2 separate regions of the Sus scrofa genome follow, and region 1 is linked to region 2. The links are chromatin contacts, called in public promoter capture Hi-C maps. All regions are on one chromosome and are shown on one strand. Each heading gives the region's core, a stretch centred on a gene start, on an enhancer-like site or on the middle of the called end of the contact. The rest is flanking DNA. Distances are from core to core; before and after follow the strand shown.

Region 1 (2,817 bases), core at 186-2,685, 370 kb after region 2:
TGGTGTAGGTCGCAGATGCTGCTTGGATATGGCGTTGCTGTGGCTCTGGCATGGGCTGGGAGCCATAGCTCTGATTCAACTCTTTGCTGGGAACCTCCATATGCCATGGGTGCAGCCCTAAAGAGACAGGAAAAAAAAAAAAAAAGAAGAAGAAGAAAATAATGCCATTTGCAGCAACATGAATGGAACTATAGACTCTCATAATGAGTGAAGTCAGAAAGAGAAAGACAAATACCGTATGATATCACTTATATCTGGAATCTAATATATGGCACAAATAAAACTACCTACAGAAAAGATGATGGCCAAGGGGGAGGGGGAGGGAGTGGGATGGACTGGGAGTTTGGGGTTAGTAGATGCAAACTATTTGCATTTGGAGTGGATAAGCAATGAGATCCTGCTGTATAGCACAGGGAACTATATCTAGTCACTTGTGATGGAACATGACAGAGGATAATGTGAGAAAAAAAAATATATATATACGACTGGGTCACTTCGTTGTGCAGCAGAAATTGACAGAACATTGTAAATCAACTATAATAGAAAAAACAAAAATCTTAAAATTAAAAAAAATTGTTGGCAGATGACAAGGGCATTGGTTAACTCCCAGGGTTTTGTCTGACAAATGTGTCAGCTGCAATATGTGGGCAGAGCCAGTAGGATGCTAGGGAGGGGCTGGGAAGTGGCTTTGGAATTTGGAGAATTATGGAATGGATTTAGGAATGCTGCTGGGTCTTGCTCCTCTAGCCCTTGTTCTTCAGCTTCACCAACTGTTCAGCAGGACAGAATCATATTGACTCCAACCAGCAAGGGAACTAGTTGTTTAGTGTCGAATAGAAATGCTGGTAACTTGGTGAGCAATATGTCCAGATCAAGGATGTGGCCTCTTAGGCTGGGTGTGCCACGGTGAAAGGAAGTTTGGAAGAGCGAGCCTGTTTTCTTTGGCTGTTGCAGCTCAGCTAAGGATGTGGTCCCGCAGGTTAGGCTATAGGAGTGAAGGACATAAATCTCCTGGAAAGATCCCAAAACCAAGGTGACCAGTGTGGGTGGACGATCCATTCGCCGGGTGACAGAACTGCTGAAGAAAGCCCGAAGGAGGATCTGTGTGGGAGGTGGAAAAAGCGTGGGCTGAGCTTGCAGCAACTGAAAGGCGCCACACGTGTGAGATGAACCCGCCGAGCTCGGTGGGGGCGGACCGGAAGCACCGCCTCACTACCACACGCCAGGTTTTCTCTTTAGCAGCTTCAAACCCAGGGCCCTTTCCATCCGTAAGGATGGATGGGATGGGTGTCTCATCAACACAGCGATGGTTTGGATACCTACCCTTTCTCTTCTGGGTGCTAACCCCTAGGAAGTATGATCACCTCTGCCACAGCTCCCCCTATTTTCCTAACCCCGCCCTTGTTGGGCGGGTTTTCTTAGCCCCGCCCACCGAGAACCGCCCCGTAGCCGCCCCGGGGCGGGGCTTCTCCCGACTCCCGGCTGCCCTTTCCCCTGCGGCCTCCGCCGGGGCCGGAGTGTCCCTGCCGAGCTCCCGACACCAAGGGTGAGTAAGGGCAAAGTAGGGACAGCTCACCTTGGAGGTTTACTAGCCAAAGGCGAAAGGCTGCGGTGGAGGGGCTTCTTCCGAGGCACGCGACCAAACCGGGGTTCGTTCCCTCGTGACCCAAGATTTGGAGGGTATCTTCAAGAGACGCTGGGGGATCGTAGTCGCCCCCTCTTTCCTACCATCCTTGTGGTCTCTGGAGAGTCCGCTAGAGCCGGTCTCGGACTCCCGTAGAGCCAGTCTCGATGCTCCTGAAGCACCAGGGCCGGGGGACTTGGGAAGGTTTGTGAGGAACACGTGCTCGGGTGGAGCTCGGTCAGACCCTTCAACCCGAGCCCGGAAAGGGGGCAGGCTATTTTTAGATTTGTTTTTCGATTTGGACGAGGAGCTTCCTCTCTTTTTCGTTTTCTCTAAATTGTTTGCAGCTGGTTAGGAGTGAAATTCGAGGATGGCTGGGAATATAGTCTTAGATAACCTCACCTTACATAAATAAGGTAAATTATAAGGATGAGGGGGTAGGAATGTTTATTAAAAATTTTGCAAACATTTTGGTCAATGTTTTAAACCGGTCCTTTGGATCGTTGGCAGGAATGGCAACCTAACTGCCTCCAGTTCCTTTCACATCCATTACTGCATCCAATTATTTTTTAAAAGGTTGCTTTTATGGTTCATGTAATTGAGGCCCTTGTCGATCTAGTTTTAACCAGCCTTTCCAATTTTTCACTGCCCATGGCTTTCCCAGGATTAACTTGCCCTTCTCCTTACCAGTATTTATCATCTCCTGGCCTGGGATGGAGCTGCCGGTAAAAGCAAATGTTACTGACTGCCCAGAGTCTATAGGAGATGCTTTCCTATAGGCTTAGTTTATATTCCATTTAAATCTCCCAACCACCCTATATACTATTATCAACACCCCCATTCGATCAGTAAGGAGACTGAAGTCCAGAGAGTTTTTTGCCCACTGTCACATGGCTGCTAAGCAACAAAGCCAAGCTTCCTGATACTTATTAACTTGCTGCTGTGGAACTACTGTGAGATACAAATGAAAATGACCTATGAAATAGGTCTGATCCAGAGAACTATTTATTTTGTTGTCTGATTGTTCTGGGGCTCAGGCCTCACTAAGTTAAGGGGTTTTGAGGGTAGGAGTCTTGAACGCCACACAAGAGTTCACGAACTTGGCTGACTCTAACCTGGAGTGCTTTGATTGCAGAGGGCCCAGCTGTGGACTTTGGGCAGATGCAGCCCCAGGTGAGTGCAACCCCATTAAC
Region 2 (3,216 bases), core at 438-2,937:
ATCAGTTGGGTAAAAGTTGTGTTTGGCAAATAAAATATTTTGTTGGAACTTAAGATTAATTCCTTAAGTTTATAGAGTCCTTGAAAAGCATCTTCTTTCACTGTTGATATTTGATTGTGGTCTAAGTGGAGCCAGGTGAGTTGACTGAAGCTGGCAAATTGATCCCTTTCGAGCTCTGTGATGTGATTGTGCCTCAGGGACAGGCCCAGAGAGCCCTTGTCTGTGGTGTTTGGCACTGAGTGGAAGCCCTGAGAGTCGCAGTAGAAGAGCAGCTTCTCACAGCGGCATTTGGGTGGACACGCCATACCCAGGGCAGGCAACATTTTTAAAACCATACTCATTGCATATATTGCTGCCAGCATAGGGGCCCCTAATGGCCACTTGAAATGTAAGCCTGCAGAATACAATTTAAGGAAAACAAGAAGACAGGATATTTTTCAGCAGAACGTATGGGCTATTAACACAACAGCAATAGCAACAGACCATGATGGCAAAAGATTTCACCACATATAACCTATTTTTCCTTCGCTCCAGAAGAACTAACCTTGTTCGTTTGACTAGAACAAAACTTAAACCATTTAGAAGGAAGATAAAACGTGTCCTGTCATCAGCAATATATGCTTCTACCTAAACCTCAAAATCCAAAAATGTGGCCGTGATTTCCCTCAGAATGTGAATTCAGTGGCTTATTTTAGAAGCCTGATCCCTTGCTGACTGTACGAGACACATAAATACACGGACTTACCCATTCTTCTGAGCACATTGGAGGCTGCATTCAGTCGCGGTTGTCAGACTCAACGCAGTGAGTCTGTAAAAGGCTCTAACATGCAGGAGCCTTTGACCAGTTTCCTGTGTGCTGTGTCCCAGGCTTTCCGAGTGAAATTGAAGCCGCCAGCCTGAGTTGTTTTTTCCTTAGGAGATTCCTCTCGAGAGCATTGGTTTCATTTTCGGCGACCACTCTGATCCCTCAGTCAGTTTTGAATGTAAGGTATTAATCTCGTCCTCCTCGGACTGCTCAGCTGGTCCATCAAAGCTTCAGGCTGTCCTTTCCGCAGCCCTTAGTTCTCCCGGTCTTAACTTGTTGATGGCAGATGGGCGGCTTGTTGCAGAGAAGAGCTCCTGGAGCAGCATGAGTGCATTTACTGAAAAGCTTTTCCGAGAAACGGCACAAGAATGGATTTGCTTATGTGCTGCGACCACACAGAACTGTATATAGGCTGACGTCACCGGGTGACGTGTCTTTTGTTTGGGTTTTCCAGAAGCTTTACTGTTATAAAGCACTGTGCTTTGTAACAGCGTCGGGGTCGCTGCAAGACCCCCTGATTATAATAAAGCGAGAAAGAAGAACTCCTGACTTAAAAACATGGTATTCCTTCAGTGTAGGAGGCAGCAGTGAGGTTGTAATAAAGGCTGCATTCAAGAAGACCCGTCTGAACAGTGAGTTGGGTTAGCAGAGTGATGATTTTTTAATGCTTGGGAGAGCCAGTGTTAGACTGCCGATTCTGCATAGAGAGATCATCTAAATGGCCGGGAGCCTGCACGATTTATGAAGTGCTGATCTCACAGCAGCCTGTGCAAGTGCCTGCTGCTCTGGTAGTTTTGGAAAGCTGTTCAATCACCTTGTTGCCATGCTTGGTTAGAATAGAAGTATGACTGTGATTTGCTTCAGATGTGTTGGTAAACCAGCTTAAGTGGGCTTGACTTCTTTGTCATTAAGAGTTGAACATCATAAACCAAGAATAAAGGGGAAAACATGTTGGAAAACAAAGTGTTTGGGTATTATGCCCTTTGAGAATTTCAGGAGAAAGCTAATTAAGGAGAAAACCTCCTTCTCTGTCCTGTTTTATAGTAGTGTGATCACAGTGTCAACTGAGAAATATTGCTGATTGGATCCTTGGATGTCTTTGTAGGAGAAGAGGATAGAGAGTCATTTAACATTGCATGCCCTAAGTATTGGCAGTGAACAGAAAGGCTTCAGCACAAGTGATATAGCATGGCCGGCTTCTGACACGATCCCTTGTATTTACTCAGAATTTCACCTACTCTTCAGCTAAAAGGCTCAACTGATGCTGGGCTTGAGGCATTGTGGCCTTCAAACAATAGAGCATTTGCACACTTAATAGCGCCTCCTGGCACACTTAAGAACTGACTTTGAGTCTCAGAGTCACTGTTGTTGTAATCGCTCTTGGGAATATAAAAAGTCACTCAAGTTTTGGAATAGAATTTTCGCTTTGGCTGTTCTTACTTGACCATATACCATCTTCCCCCTGTTGAATGGTATCACTTTACAGAGTTCGATTATGAATATACACCTCCATGTTTATGGTATAAACATTAGAAATATTTATGGGAGTTCCCATTTTGGCTCAGTGAGTTAAGAACCCAACAGAGTATAAGTGAGTATGCGAGTTCCATCCCTGGCCTCGCTCAGTGCATTAAGGATCTGGCATTGCTGCAAATTGTGGTGTGGGTCACAGATGCAGTTCGGATCTGGCGTGGCTATGGCTGTGGCGTAGGCCGGCAGCTATAGGTCCGATTTGACCCCTAACCTGGGAACTTCCCTGTGCCACAGGTACAGCTGTAAAGATAAGGAAAGAAAATATTTCTAGTGTGAGTCAGGGTCGTGTTTTCATTCAGGCCTGACAAAGGTAAGGCCTTCTACACACCTGACCTTACTGATTTGGCCTCCCATGCCACTTCTCCCCGACCACTGGCACTTGTCCTCAGCAGGTCTTAGACCTGAAGGCAGAAGCCTGAGAAGTGCCCATGGTGTCTGTGAAACCAGATCATCAGCCTCTCGGCTTCCAGGGCCTCTGTCCCAACAGGCAAGTCTGAGACGTCATTGTCCGCGAGGGATGTGGTTTCCGCGTGGGGTGCGGACCAGAGTGAGGGCCGGAAGACTCCAAGGTGCCTTCCTCAGGCCTCTGCGGAAAGGGCGGCAACTGCACGTGTGTAGTTTGGCTCCTCTGAGAAGCAGAGTCCAAGATGGGATTAGAAGTCTTAAGTATTTTATTGAGGAAGATGCCTGGGATGTGTCAAGGGGCAGAAGAGACAACAGGACTATTCCTAGGTCTGGTGGAATCTAAAGAGCACGTGGTACGTGCTCCTGTGCATTTTTCTGTGGAGGAGGTTTAGTCAGAGCCTTGCAGGGTCTGTGACCCCAGGCTTCAGGGTGACTCTTCTCTAGGAACTCTCTCCCAAAACTTCCAACAGGGG

Evidence for each region. Promoter capture Hi-C pulls out the DNA fragments that hold promoters and counts their contacts.
Region 1: a contact with region 2 is called in a promoter capture Hi-C map of fetal skeletal muscle, with 5 times the contacts expected there. The contact joins the promoter of MATR3 here to the promoter of LRRTM2 in region 2. A contact is called at or near these places in 1 of 5 promoter capture datasets (fetal skeletal muscle) and 1 of 47 Hi-C or Micro-C datasets (fetal skeletal muscle).

Annotation. Positions count from the first base shown.
Region 1 is chr2:141,178,080-141,180,896 of Sscrofa11.1, forward strand. MATR3 (matrin-3) reads left to right here and starts at 1,436. Exons shown (of 17, transcript XM_021084863.1): 1 at 1,436-1,546; 2 at 2,760-2,797.
Region 2 is chr2:140,808,326-140,811,541 of Sscrofa11.1, forward strand. It overlaps LRRTM2 (leucine-rich repeat transmembrane neuronal protein 2), which reads right to left and starts at 1,688. Exons shown (of 2, transcript XM_005661706.3): 1 at 746-1,688; 2 at 1-394. The coding sequence starts at 749. The region is part of intron 7 of CTNNA1 (catenin alpha-1); the gene reads left to right.